2 separate regions of the Cyprinus carpio genome follow, and region 2 is linked to region 1. The links are chromatin contacts, called in public Hi-C maps. All regions are on one chromosome and are shown on one strand. Each heading gives the region's core, a stretch centred on a gene start, on an enhancer-like site or on the middle of the called end of the contact. The rest is flanking DNA. Distances are from core to core; before and after follow the strand shown.

What was found. A called contact is a pair of places that touch in the nucleus more often than the background predicts.
Region 2: a Hi-C map of liver shows a contact between it and region 1, with 5 times the contacts expected there. The contact joins the promoter of LOC109071148 here to the enhancer-like site in region 1. A contact is called at or near these places in 3 of 8 Hi-C or Micro-C datasets (liver, red blood cells and skeletal muscle).

What each region holds. Positions count from the first base shown.
Region 1 is chrA15:16,009,319-16,013,950 of ASM1834038v1, reverse strand. No RefSeq gene overlaps it. Among protein-coding and RNA genes, the nearest start is that of LOC109103253, 9.5 kb to the right of the region's middle. Within about 2 kb of position 2,655, at least 2 of the 8 cell types and tissues checked have an H3K27ac peak or open chromatin away from gene starts, as enhancers often do. A contact at or near this core is called in liver and skeletal muscle, where this site is marked.
Region 2 is chrA15:16,044,479-16,049,110 of ASM1834038v1, reverse strand. LOC109071148 (protein ABHD15) reads left to right here and starts at 2,612. Exons shown (of 7, transcript XM_042771218.1): 1 at 2,612-3,808; 2 at 4,017-4,104; 3 at 4,241-4,491; 4 at 4,585-4,632. The coding sequence starts at 3,715. It overlaps LOC109071146 (refilin-B-like), which reads left to right. Exons shown (of 3, transcript XM_019087617.2): 1 at 1-632; 2 at 874-953; 3 at 1,083-2,487. The coding sequence starts at 444. The coding sequence ends at 1,398.

The DNA of each region.
Region 1 (4,632 bases), core at 1,406-3,905:
TGTACACTTGATTTTATGTACTTTTTATTAGTGATGTGTGAAGCCGAGACCTGTAAATTAGAGTGGATTATCTAAACACTTTTGGCCATATAGTGTGTCACAGTGTTATTTTAATATTATTTATATACTTTTATATTATTTATATTTTCAGTTTTCATTGTAATTATAGTTTAAGTTTAGTAATTTTAGTAATTGTTTTGTCATTCCTACAGGTTTTAAATATTTCTGTTTAGTTTTAAATTTATTTCACCTAAATTATTTCAGATAGTTGCCAAGTTTATTACGTTTTATATTTTATTTCTGATTTATTTCAATGAATGAAAACTATTTTTTTTGTCGTTTTAGTTAACAACAACATATATGTCAATAAATGAACTAGCAGTATTTTTGAGGTAATCAACAAATTAGATGAAATGATCTTAAAGTAATAAGTGAATATGATATTTTTATTGACATTTTTTTTTCCAGTGATTTTTGCAGTTTTATCCACAATTCACATGCAATATAATTCTACAGGCTTATCCTATACATTTTTTTTTTGTTTGTTTGTTTTTTGTGTAATTGGTAATGTCTGAAGATCTTGATGTTCCATGCGTACTTGTGCACAATGCTTCACAAGTGTGTCCCAGCAGCAGATGGCAGTATGGAAAAGCCCGAGACTATGGAAAAGCAGTGCAGGCATGAGTGACAGTTACCGTGACGCAGAGCTCACTCGTTTTGGCTCGGAAAGCAAGTTTATATTTAGCACCTATTTTTAACCTGAAACATGACACAGGTAGCCTAAATAATTCCGCTTCGAAATTCATACAATGCTTTTGTCCTGGCGTGCATAAAAGAATGGGGTTTCACAGAACGTGTTAATAGTTCAGCAAAGTTCTCCAACAGCAGTACAGTGAATGCATTACAAGGGTGAATTGAATTAGCAGCGCGGTAGGGATGCACATCATTAGTGGGTCATCAGTGGGCAATGTTGAGCCGTCATTGGGTGATGTAAGAAAGGCCAAATCTGCACACCTTGTTCCGCATTAATGAAATGCATTGAATACCTCTTGTTTTTGGATAGATTTATTCCAGGTGAGCTTAAAGTAGAAGGTTGAAACAAAGACCACATGCTTCCGGCTGATGTTTTGTTTGTTTTCTTGATGTATTCTCTGGACTCCGCAGGAGTACAGCACCTGTGTTATTTGACCTGCCCTTTGTTGCTGCAACCCAGGTGTGACCATTTCCCAACTCAAGCAGCAAATATTTGCAGAAGCCTTCGGCAAATTCTTCGCATGTGCATGACGCAGATGTACTAGGTGGGGTGAACTCTCACTCTCTAACACGTATTGTGTATCTTTCTTGCTCTATTTTTTTTCTTTCTCTCTCTTCCCATACCTAAATCTGCTTTAATCTTTCAATATCTTTGGCTGTGACTTGGAGAAGAGCTGGTTAACGCCTGTCCCCTGGGCAGAGACATGAGGAGGATTGATGGCAGGAGATCTAATGTAGGGTGACAGGTTGCCTGGCTTGTCTGAAGGGGGCCAGATCAGGACCTCACATTCTTGCAACTTTGATTTAGCCGTGGTTCGCATTCTTTGCAATCTTTATGGCTGGTTGAGGAGGAAGAAGGAGAAGCTGGCCACATTTGCCGGTGGCTATGTGGTGGTATTGCCCACTCTGGTGGAGACTTGCATCAGGTTTTTTTTTTTCCATTGTGCAACTTCACGCCTGTGTAGCATGATCTGCAAGCACTTGACTGCTGACTGTCATCAGATATACGAGGCACAGGCCAAAAGAGAAGGGACGTTAGTTTCCACTGTTACAGTCAAGGGTTGTTCAAAAGAGATAGGATTAAACAACTAAAGTATTAACACATCAAATTTGAATGGTGTCTTAGTATATATGACTATTGTAAGCTTTTTAATGAAGGAGGAAATAATTTTCTATTTCCTTCATCGCGTGATTGAACAACACTGCAAATAGGGAACACATTGCACATGGTTATTTAATGCACTTTACATAATCAGAAAATCAAACAAAATTTCAGCCTTCTTTTTACGGCTCACTGGAATAATTAACTCTGTTCGGTCACCGCCTTCATCTGGTGCTTCACGTGGACTTGCGCTCTCGTGCTTCTCTCAAAGTTATGAACAAATGTTCAAAGTTATTTGATCTGTAATAACTTTCTCTAAAAAGTTAGTTATACATTGTATAATGTAAGCAGCATAATTTGCATTACCTCTGTACATTATCAGTGAGTCAGTGAGTGTAAGTCATGTTTTTGTATGGAAGGTATTACACTGTGTTAATGCACACTGCCAATTATAGTGCTGTCCTCTTTTTAGATGCGGACCTGAAGCACTCACATGCCTGGCTCCGTAATTAATCTGTCTGATTTATTGGAAACACGCAGGGACTGCGCAGCTCCTGGCTCCTGTCCTTGGGATGTCAGCCTCTGGCTGTAGAGGATATGGGGGAGGGTGGCCGGGTACCCTGGATACATCAGACATCTGTGTCTTCTGTCCGCAGGGCAGCACCTTTCCGCTTCTCTTACTCATAACAAAGCAATGAAGTGGGCTGGGGTGGGCCGGGCCCCTCACTCGCATGGCCATTGGGGCATTAGACCTGGAAAAGTACAGCACTTTTCCCCCAGCTTATTAGATGCTGTGTTTCATTACCTCCACATGAAATGGCCTTGGCTGGTTGTCTCACAGCCCCATTCCTGTCTCTCTCATATCTTATGAAAAATCCTCCAGAAAAAAAGCTCTGCTTTTGGCACAGAGGTTAGAAGATGCCCTTGCAATTATTTATTAATTTATTTGTTTGTTTATTATAGCATGTTATATTAGCCTATAATGTCCTTTAAAAGAAGAGGGCAACTGCAAGGTCAAACATGTTATGAATTATAGAGAGGGCGTCAGCTGAGGCTTAAATCCATCCATAGGAACTCAAAGTAAAAAAAAAATCTTTAGAAAAGCTGAAGCTTGACTAGCTGTGCTAGATATGTCAAAAATGTGGGTTGCCTGAGATGTATGGAGTACTTGTGCCACTTTAAAATTAAGGAATCAATTATCTATGCATTAATTCAGAAAAAAAAATGTAAATAAATAAACTGACAAACAAAACATTCAAAAATGCTGATTTAATTCATGTTTAAAAATGTAGTTATTGTAACAAATAAAATATTGGATTAATAAATCACTTTACAAATAGAAAAATAAATATACATTTAATGTTTTAATTATTTTAAATTAAATGTGTATTTATTTGAAGTAGCTTTGAAACATTTAAAAAAAGTTGTTAATAAAATAATACATTAAATGATTTTTTTAAAGAGTTGTAAATATGTCTAAGTAAGTTAATTATTGAAAGTAATTGCTTATGTTCATTTTTATTTTTGAATCAATATGCTAATATAAGTTATTATTTCATTTTATTTGTGGCCCTCCTGGCCCTCTGTAGAAATTAACCTCATCAGATTGCTCTCTAAAAATAACCAATGGAGAATTGACCTTTGACCCACTGTATAATTCACACACTGCTTACAAGAAAAAACAAGCATTAGTGGATCCCTTTATCTACATACTGTCTAGAAACAGTACTTCCACCCATGTCCATATGGGTGTGACGTAAACTTTTGATGAAAAAATCTAAGCCATTTTTTTTTTTCATAAAATTAGTTCCATTCGTACAAACACAAGTGCTTTTCATTCCTCAATTCCCTACAGTCTTTATTTGCTGGGCCATATGTGTTCATGTCAAATTCAGCATTCATCTTTGAAGGGCCTGTACTGATATCCGAACTAAACAAGTCCAAATGACATGTGCAATCCTGACCACAGTGTTATAGATGAAACCAGTACGTATAATGTGTTTCAACAAACTCACATGATGTGACTCAGCAAATATTTCACGCTTGACATAAATGGAAAGAACAGGATGTGACAATTCAAATTAGACCTGCACATCAGCATATCTGTGAGAAATTATTCACATTCCTCCACAAATGGAAAATTCCCACAGCATCCAGGAAGCGGTTCTCTCGCTCACCACACTTACAACAGAGGTGCACTGCAGCAGATATTACAGGTTACTGCTATGAAGATTAAAAGGATTGCCCTGGATATGAATGAGAGCTGCTCTGTCACGAGGTCAACAGGGCACATGGGAATTCTCAGGTGTCTTTGCTGTTTTCAGGGTGAGGTATGGTGGGGTGGTGCAGTGTCACCGTTCGGCGATGTGGCACTTCCTTCCCAGCCTGCCAGGTTATGTAAATGTGCAGTGCTGAGCAGAGCACTGTGCTAAAGTTGGAACACCGGGCTCTATTTGTGGAAAATCAGCTGGGCGAACTGCTGGATCTGTGTCAGACTATAAGATTGGCGTATAGCTGCTTTTTTAGACAGGTGCTCGTGTGTATTAGGGACAGGCTGAGCTCTTTACCCTTCTGGGAGAGACGCCTTACTAGAATATAGGCTTGAATATATGTGCGCACAACAAACAGTGTTGTCGGTTGACACAATCGCTTGTGACACATTTCCAAGGTCATCTAGGATCTAAGAGTCAGTCGTAAGTGATTTTTGTTTGCTCATATTAAATAACGATGATTATTAAGGACAGAATTTTGGGAATTCAAAAGAAAAAAACTATATT
Region 2 (4,632 bases), core at 1,363-3,862, 35 kb before region 1:
TCCCTTCTTGCAGGAGCTTGTAAAACAATGAATGTCTTTGAGTGCGGACAATTTTGAATGCAGGCAGGCTGACAAGCAGGGAAACTTGCGTTACCTTCCCCGGCGATGACCCTCTGACTGAATGTTTCCATTTTGCTCTGAATTTGTATAAAGCCATTTGAACCTGGCAACAACAAACACATTTGCAGCTTCTTCAGATCTGAGTTTCAAAGTCTCGGAGGAAACGGGAGCGGTGAGCCCGCGCCACGAATCGGATTATCGACGATCGTTCACGGCATCATCACACAGCTGGTTTACTTTATGCAAACCACCCGGATCACTGTCAGCCCGGGTTGCACCGCAAGAACAACAGAGAAAGACAATTTTGCGCATAATTCGATTTAACTGCATTATTTGTAGAGCTTGTGGAACTGCCCCGCGAGTGCTGAGCAACTTTAAAAGCAATGGTGGGAAGACTGAACTTGCGGAATGTGTGTGACGATGATCCGCTGGATATGAATTTGAAAGCTGATCGGCCGCTGGACAGTCCTGACTCCGGTCTGCCTCCGAGTCCGAGCCCGAGCGCTTGGTTACTGCAGGGCACCGGGGCTGGTACCCCGATTACAGAAGACGAGAACAGAGGAACCGCCGTGGTATGGGTCCTTAATGCAGAAATATTGGCAAAATATTTGTGCTTTTGTTATTTTTATTAGGTTATTTTAAATATTAGTATTTAGGTTTATTTTAGTTTTCCTGTTATATTTTTGTTTTTGTGTTTTTGTGTGTTAGTTTTTAGTTGAAATATTTATATACATATTTTTAATGTATACTGATTTAAAAAAAATATTTATTAGTTATTTATAAAGCAGTATTTTAAAAAAATCTTAATTACAGGTTCATAATAATCGGCATTTGCATGCATTGTCCTATGGCGAAGGAATTGAACTTGATCCTCTGCCACTGAAAGAAATAAGGTAAAGTGTTTTTTTTTTTTTTTTTTTTTTTTTTTGCTGTGACTATCGCATGATTTTTGGATTTGGCCGATTTGCTCTGGGCAGGTGCAATTCATATGTAGCACTAACTTGTTACACGTGTTCTTACAGATACACGTCTTCAGTGCGTTATGATTCAGATCGGCACTTCATCCAGGACGTGACCCTGCAGCCCAAGGGTTTGGGTCTGGAGATGTGCAGCCAGACGGTGTTGGCCCTGCCTCAGAGCACCTGGAGACATTACAAGACCCAGCTGGAGTTCCAGCCCCGTCATCGGGTGCAGCGCTACCAGAGCACCACCATAGTGTACCCCAAACACACCCGGACCTTCTACACCACCCAGCTCAAGTATGACGGGCACAAGCTGACCAAGCGCTTCTTCTCTGCTGTAGAGATGCAGGCTTCTGATTGCCAGGCTGGTCTTTGAAGACACACGGGCATCTGTGCCTGACGTTACGCCCATATATACCATTTATAAACCACCGCCTGCATTCATTGAGTCCCAAGAGGAAAAAAAGGAAACTCGGACTGAAATTGTTGCCAGTTGGAAAGGGGATCCCTTGACAGATGCGCAGTTTTAGATTGTTTTAGGCTGAAGGAAGTGTAAGCAACTGTGTTTGAAGGTTTGCTTAGGAGCAGCATATGGATATTTGTATGTGTTTTCTCCATTAGTTATCAATGGTAATGTACAACAATGGTTTTTAATTGTATGTAGAAGTGTGGTTGATTATTTAATGGTGAGATTCAATGGTTTGATGGTTAGATTTGATTTTGAAACATAGTTGGCCATAGAGAAATACATGATTTACTAGAGAGCAAACTTTTGCCCCATCATAAAGTGAGTATTAGAATAATACAATGGTGCATTTTAGGTTTGGTTTACAAAGGTGGAGTTTCAGAACATATTTTTCACATGTTTCTATTTAACAGGTTCAATCTCACTGAGCTGTAGAAGGGTAATGTTCATATATTAGGGCCTAAAAAGTGTTTTCTGAAGAAGCAGGGTATGTTAGTGTGTCTTTGCACAAGGGTGTTGAGTGAATCTGGATGAAAACATTAACTCCATCTTAAACTAACATTGTCTGTGTATTTTACTACTGTAATTATCCATTAGGACACTTATGCTGTCATCCATATTTTCTTTATGTAAAGGCTAGATGACTTCCACAGCTCTGCTTGGTTTTAGTAAGTCATTCTCTGTATCGTTACTCATGAAGGAAAATGAGAAGTGGGGTCACATTAGAGCCTGAAACTGCAGACTGAGGCATCTGTAGATAAATAAATTATAATGTAAATAACAGCAATGTTTTTATCAGTGGCATTTTCCCCTATTTATTTCCTGTTCTTGTTTTAATTCTCTTTAATTCTGTGCGCGGTCATTGATCAAGTGTGTGACACAAATGTGCTGGTTTTAAAATCTGTAGCTGTGCTGTGTAAAATTGTTATTCTTTTAACTTGAATTCCTTTTATGATGGTTATTAACAGTTAAAATGAAATAAATACATTTTTAAAGTGACGTGTTTTTTTTTTTTTTTAAATAAAATGTGCATTGTCCTTAATGTTTGCATTTTTTAATCATGCTAGATAACAAGACTTTACTTCAAGTACAACTAGTAAACTTCTCATTTGTTGTTCTTGAGTGCCCCCTAGAGGTGTAAGTAAGTATTATATATATACTATTAGAAATAAGGCCTTAAGGAATGCAATTGTTTTAAAATCTATATAGTGCTATGTATAAGTTTCATTAATACAAGAACTTTACTGGCTGTCAGGGCAGGCCAAGCTCTCCATGAGATCATCTTGAGCAGCCAGATACCGCCTCCTTCTGTTGGTTTTATAAATCTCAGTCCTCTTTTCTTCTTCCACAGGGTTGGCCAGCATTCCCCCCCACCTCAGACTCTCCTGGGACTGGCTCAAGACTGTCTTCGGTGGCATCTTCTTAGAGTGGTTGGGCCCGGCTGCGGAAACCCACAGCTTTTTGTGTTGTCTGCTCCCTTTTTGCTGTTTCTAGGTCTTCTGGGAGCATGTGTGTCCTCCAGGCCTGTTCTTCAGCTCCATGATCTTAGGTGTTGTTTTAGGCTGTATATAGACTCTTGTCTGTTATAGGGGTTTCATCTAGTGTTGTTTTCCGCTGCAGGAAAGGGTCTGGTTAACCCTCTAGTGATACCGGAGTGACAATGTCAAGAGACCTGTGATTTAAATCATTGTGTGGTAATGTTAAATTATTGTGAAGATGCTATAACAGCATCTTTACTATATTCCCGAGTTAAACTACCCCCCTGTATTAATATGGGTCTGATCTGACGTGTGACGTTCTGATCCACAGTTATGTTTCTTGATCGTTGTTTCATTCAAGTGTTCATTTCTATTTTTATTTAAAAACTGGAAACCATTACAACTAACTACAGGAGGTCAAAAACGCCATTACTTTCCGTGCCTCACTGTTGCATTATTTATACCAATCTTCATCGCATTGAAATATACCAAACGTTTCCTAGAAGAAATATAAAGAAGTATGATTGATTTTATTTCGGAAATGTGCCACCGGGTAATTTTATAACAGTGTTTTGCTTTACAGAATTCATAGGAAGCATTTGGCTTGAAGTGGGCGGGGCATATCGCATTAGCCAATCGAATGCATTTAAAGATGTTGAAGGGGGCGTGACATTGTAGGAAAATGTTTGAGCATGTCGTACGCCAAATAATGCAAATGGGTTGAGAGCTTCTTTAGTTTCGTTTTCAGATGGATGCGTCTGGATCACAACAACTGTTCGATGACTGGGATGATATTAGCGACTCAGAATTTCTCAACATCCCTTCTGAGCAACAAAGCATCGGTAAAATATCTTGTAATTTTGGTTAATAGTTGCGATTGTAGTAATACTTTTAATTCTGGAGACAGGATGACACTGTCGTGTTATGAGTGTATCTTTCTGTTAGTAAGTCTATCATCTGTAAATTTTACCAGTCTGTCTTTCAACTGAAAACTTGTACATAGTTTTTTAATGTTTATACATATAAACGAAGTATTGTATGTCTTTCGAGAGCCCCAGTGTCCTCTCAGTAGTGAAACTGATGGTGAACACTCAGTGAACTTTGATAGCCCCTGTGCGTCCACCTCATCTGTACACAAGTAAGTTATTTAGATGATGCTTAGTGGAAAATGGTTACATATTGTGTGCAGACATGGAACCCTAGTTATTCTGCTGAACTGCAGCATTTGATAGTTCTTTGCTTTTGTCACGTGACTGTGCTCTTCTTTTCAGCAGGAATGAAGAGGCTTTGGGACAAGAAACAGTAAAAACAGAAACTGTGAGAGGTTTAAAGAGAAAGAGCCTACATGGAAACAGCTTTAGCCCAATGCAACGCTTCTTCAAGCGGCATCTGAGCGTGACCCTCCTGTGTGAACAGTCTTGGTGTGAGATGAAGACTGTTTACAGTCTTTTAAAGCCATTTGTCAAGAGAAGGGAAATGCAACGTGCTGAGGTGCAGATCGGAAAAGAAATTCATTTATCAAGAGGTGACCACTGATGTTTATAATACACATTTGAATATACTGCAGCATAATATCTTGTTCATGTTCAGTAATCCGATCCATGACTTTCATCTCCAGAAAAGGAGATTCAGGACGTTGTCCCTGTAGATATCTTGACTAGAGAAG